Linked DNA regions of Sus scrofa: region 1 is linked to region 2. A link is a contact called in public targeted proximity ligation data. All regions are on one chromosome and are shown on one strand. The core of a region is the stretch at or near the end of the contact, and the rest is flanking DNA. Distances in the headings are between cores, read along the strand shown. Region 1 overlaps CLEC2D (C-type lectin domain family 2 member D). Region 2 has its middle 57 kb from the start of CD69.

Evidence for each region.
Region 1: a contact with region 2 is called in a targeted proximity ligation map of alveolar macrophages. A contact is called at or near these places in 14 of 47 Hi-C or Micro-C datasets (alveolar macrophages, blood, heart right ventricle and 3 more) and 2 of 2 datasets of targeted methods (alveolar macrophages and skeletal muscle).

The regions. Positions count from the first base shown.
Region 1 is chr5:62,208,539-62,211,238 of Sscrofa11.1, forward strand. The region is part of intron 2 of CLEC2D (C-type lectin domain family 2 member D); the gene reads right to left. Among named protein-coding and RNA genes, the nearest start is that of CLEC2D, 17 kb to the right of the region's middle.
Region 2 is chr5:62,133,918-62,136,778 of Sscrofa11.1, forward strand. It overlaps the pseudogene LOC100624127. Among named protein-coding and RNA genes, the nearest start is that of CD69, 57 kb to the left of the region's middle.

The DNA.
Region 1 (2,700 bases), core at 48-2,547, 75 kb after region 2:
ATGGACATTTTAAAAGATCATGTTTATATAGTACCAAGAAAACCCTGACGTTGCTGAGCATGATGACAAATTGAAACTATAATGGAATACCCACAGTTCCAAGTACAAAAATGGAGCTACAAGGCCACTGAGGATCTGGTTTTAGAACTGCAGAATTTGAACTTTGTGTTGTACCAGATCCAAAGATAGTGCAACAGTTACCAACTTTTGAGCTCAAGGCCCCGCCTTGTAGTTATGCAACTACTATTACCAATGTAACCAATCATTGCTTAACAAGCACCCCTGCTTCTGGCCAGCTCCAGAATTAAATTCTTAACAGATATATTTACATTACAAAAATATGGCATTGCATGTTTTTGCTGTCATAACCAACCTCCATTTTGTAGCCTGGTAGACAATTCCAGTGCTTCCTGAATCTGAGTCTCTGAGCCACAGCTCTAACTACCCGTTCCTGATAAATGCCTCTTTATCTCAAATCAATCTCCATTTCTGAAATTTCAGTTAATAAGAGCAGTATATTACAAAAACATTGGTACACCTAACCCACAGGAAACGGAAGGGAACTTCCTTTTTTTTAAAATACTTGCTTATTCTGCCAGAGGCTGCTTCAAGATATTCAGACCGAGTCTAAAGACAAGTCTCCCCGGAACGTTTGTATTCCTAGAAATGGGGCTGAGTAGGGGCGGGGGGGCAGGGAGAAGAGACTCAGGCCAGTTCCAAATGGATCTCTACTTTCCAATTAAAATAGCGATGTGGGGGCAGGGTGGTCTGAGACATAAAAAGAGGGAGAGACCCTGAACCAAGTCACTAGGTAAGGCCTGCTGAACCTGCAGCCTTTCCCAAGCCTTTATCCCCAGACCACAGGACCTGTCCTAAGGAATCTCCCACCCATCACTCCAGTGAAGAGAGCGGGTCAGGGCCCCAGGCAGCTGGAGTGAAATCAAGTTGGGTTTTTGGAAATTGCCTGTTTAGCCTGGACGCTCACCCCCACATTGGGAAAGACCCGGCAAGGCCTTCCTCTTCTTAGTGGCGGTTCCTCCTTCACCATGACCAGGCATTGGAGCAGGGGCGGTGGAGTGGGGATGGAGGGTCTTAGGACTGCAAACTCCACTGTCACTCCCCATGCACTCTCCAGCAGCCCTCCAAATTCCGAAAATTGCGCTGGCCTGGGAGCCTGCATCCCTCTGGAGGCAGCTGTTTGCAGAATGCCAGGAAGTGACTGGAGCACTAGACTGGCTGCCAGGGGTCCAGAAGCAACCTGCCTCACCCTGCGTACTTTGACACATGGTTTTGCTTCCTATTTCTTTTCTCGGAAGGAGAAGCAGAAGAGAAAGCTTGAACTCTGGTAAACCAGATGTGATTCAGGGTTCATGGGCTTGGTTCCATAGTCCCACTTCTGGACCCTGAAACCTACCCTGACCGGTAGTGCCTGACTTGGGAGTGGGGAGGAGAACTGACAGTGGGTCAAAAAGAACCCCTCTGTGTAGCCTTTCTCCCAAACTCGGTCCCTCCCTGGCAAAGTAGAAGAAAGTCTGCAGAGGGTTCCAAAGTCTGGGAGCCGCTCTGGCCTAACAGAGATGGAGGATAAGGCTCTGTCTCTTTGTAGTTAACCTGTGATAACCAAGACTTCTAAGAACAGAAACCCTTGTCGAGGCCCCCCCAAAAGGCATTCATTTGTGGTTGTTAGGACTGCAGGAGGTACAGATGGAGAAGCAATGAATTGTGTCCCAGGGGACTACAAAATGGGGGAAGTTGATAAATGCCAAAAAAGCTGCAAGTTTACACAAAATTGTCCAGAATTAACATAGGAACTGGTAAGAAGAAAGGGTGCTTGTCTAAATAAGGATTGCTTGGGTGGGGAGAGGCTTTTTGAAACTTAGTTTGCAACTGGTAGCTGCTTGCAGGTGTTATTTTGAAAGTGGGGGGTGGTGCTCTTGGGTTTAATACAGTTCAGAAAATTCAAGTTCTTAGTAATGCAAGAATGTGTCTGAAACCACATCTACCGATCTGACTCCATTTAGATGCCTGAACCATAGTTACTCCATTTTGAGTTTTAAGTGATCTTAAATATGCCGTTTCCTGAATCCACCACCCTTTCTTGGACTTTCTTGGGGTGGTTAGATTTCAAAGCTGAGGATCTGGCCACAGTGAGATTGATCTAGTTGGAATAGAGTTTATATACATATTGTGAAAACAAGACAGTAACTGTAGAAATCAGTCTTTGATCAACAACATTTTTTTTCTAGTGGATTGTTTTAATCCCTGAAGTGATTTAGAAGTTTCACCAGGTATTGATAATAAAAAGCAAATGACTCTTTGGAAAACAGTGTGGCGGTTTCTTAAGAAAGTGATGTACTTATTATATGATCCAACAATCCCCCTTTTTGGCATTTACCCAAGTGAGTTGAAAACTGACTGCTTATGCAAAACCTGCGCAAATGTGTTTACACAGCTGTATTCATGACTGCCAAAACTTGGAAGCAACCAGGATGCCCGTGATGGCTAAACATATGGTAGAACCTCCAAACAGTGGCCGAATAATTAGGGACTTAGGGAAAAAGAAAGTTCTCAAGTCAAGAAAAGACATAAAAGAGACTTTAGTGCAGGTTACTAAATGAAAGAAGACCATTTGAAAAGGCTGCATACTGTAAAATTCCAGCAATGTGACATTCGGGAAAAGGCAAAACTATGGAGACAGTG
Region 2 (2,861 bases), core at 159-2,658:
TCATATTATAAATATAAATCTATTATGAGGTTTTAAAAACAAAGCTTATATATTCTTTTTTTTTTGGTCTTTTTGCTATTTCTTTGGGCCGCTCCCGTGGCATATGGAGGTTCCCAGGCTAGGGGTCGAATCGGAGCTGTAGTCACTGGCCTACGCCAGAGCCACAGCAATGCGGGATCCAAGCCGCGTCTGCAACCTACACCACAGCTCACGGCAACGCCGGATCGTTAACCCACTGAGCAAGGGCAGGGACCGAACCCGCCACCTCATGGTTTCTAGTCAGATTCGTTAACCACTGCACCACAACGGGAACTCCCAAAGCTTATATATTCTTTATCTTGGTTGTATTATAAATCATCCTTAATCTTCCCCCATTTCTGGAAAACTACACCCCCATAATTGGTAAACTATTTGAGATACATGACTCTGTATCTTTTACTTTAAAACATTAAAGACTTATGACAACATAAAAAAGAAAACATTTATTTATTTATTTATTTATTTATTTATTCTTAGGGCTGCACTTATGGCATTTGGGAGTTCCATGCTAGGGGTCGACCCGGAGCTGCAGCTCTGGGCCTACACCACAGCCACAGCAAGGCCAGACCCAAGCCACATCTGTGACCTATACCACAGCTCACAGGAACGCTGGGTCCTTAACCCACTGAGCTAGGCCAGGGAAGGTACCCTTTTCCTCATAGATACTAGAAGGGTCCATTACCAACGAGTTACAACGGGATCTGCGAGAACTTTATTTTTTAAAACATGTACAGTTGATTTACAATGTTGTCTTGGTATTGGGTGTGCAGCAAGGTGATTCAGTTATTCACATACATATATCCATTATTTTTCAGATTCTTTTCCCATATAGGTTATTAAAGAGTATTGAGTAGAGTTAGTTCCCTGTGCCATGTGGTAGGTTGTTGCTGGTTATCTATTTCACACATAGTAGTGTGTATAGGTTAATCTCACACTCCTAATTTATCCCTCCCCACTATGTTTCCCTTTGGTAATAATAAATTTGATTTTGCAGAATTGGTTTTGATATGCTAGAGACCATTTAAGGTCTTGCTTCTTAGTTGCCCCTTACTTATATATCTAACTTTAACTTCTATGCTTTGTTTTTAATCTAGGCCTTGCAAAGAATATTAACAGACAATCACCATCACCTTTTTGCCTCCCTCCCCAGTTCCTGTATCTTTACAATAGTTCTCACTATAGGTCTTTAGTAGCAAGTATCCGGAAGACTGCATGCGCTGCCCTGCCACTTGCATTTTCATTAAAACCAGGCTAGTCTTTAGCGTGTTTCCTGTTGATCTTCAAATTGCCTTTTCTTCAATCCCCACGTGTAAAGAAAGCAAACGTTGCCACTAGAGGGAGCTGTCAGCGTTTGAGCAACTGTCCAAACCCGGGCAGGGGTTGCAGTGGAGGGCGGCGGACTCGGAGATGTTGGAGGCGGGGCTCTGTGGTCGGCTTAGGGTGCGCCGGAAGCCTGTCAGTGGTGCCTTCACTTTGGGCGCCCATCAGACTTCGGGACTCTCAGCGTTGATGGTCTGGGCCTCCTGCATTTCCCCAGCCTGTGATGGTTCAGAGTGGCTGAGAGTTCTATGTTGGAGACACTAACAAAACTCTTCAGTCGTTTCTATGGGTGATTTTCAAAGCAGTACATGCTTATTTTAAGAGAATTAAAAGAATATATGACTTAGAACATGAAAAAAAATCCTCTAAGTCTTACCTTTAAACAAATCAGACACTTTCCATTTATTTCTGCACGTTATTTGTGCAATTATTCTCTGAGTCCCTTCTGTACCTACATGGATCTCGGCTTATTAAGAATCTTCCTCAATGATTTAGGCAGTCAGGTAGAGTAAAAACTAAGGTTGATCTCCAGACCATTCAGTAACTATGAATTCTTATATCCTTGTACTTACCATATGAAGATTGAGTTATCTGTGTAAGTATCAGGGATTTTTTTTCTTCATCTTTGGATTTACATCTTCTAGTAGAATGCCTGACAAATGCAGCTTTAACAAATATGTGTTGAACAAACAAATACATGAATGGCACTGATAAAATCCGGTTCATTCAAAGTAGTTTGATCATGTATACACACATATGATCGGAGGCAAGAAATGGAAGAGATGAGAGAAGTTTTCACCTATTTGGAACTAACGAAAATAAATATTTTTATGATTTCTATTATGTATTTAAATAATTCATATGATTTTTGAGATCGTATTGAGCACGTAAAATATTGCAGAGACATTATCTCCTTCAACCATTCAAACCACTCTCCGAGGGCTGTTATCTCCATTTTATAGATGAGGAAATGGAGGGGCACAGAGAACAAGTTAGTCAATGCTCTCCGAGGGCTGTTAGCCCCACCCAGATGAGGAAACTTGAGTGGCAGAGAGAACAAGTTAATCCACGTAGCTTTAGCACTAGAATCTGCATCCGTGAGGCCTGATGCAGAGCCTGGACTCTTCAAACTATAGCTACATCGTTTCTTAAAAAAAGTTTTCCCAAAGATCCTCTATACCTCTATACCACATAAATGTCTTTATTTAATTTTCCTTTATCTTACGAGAAACTTTACCAATGACTTTTTTTTTTGTCTTTTTAGGGCCACACCTGCGGCATATGGAAGTTCCTAGGCTAGGGGTCAAATTGGAGCTGCAGCTGCCAGGCTACAAAACAGCTCACAGCAACACCAGATCAAGCCACATCTATGACCTATACCACAGCACACAGCAATGCTGGATGTTTAACCCACTGAGTAGGGCCGGGGACCGAACCCAAATTGTCATGGTACTAGTTGGGTTGTGACCCACTGAACTATAGTGGGAACTCCTCAACCTAAT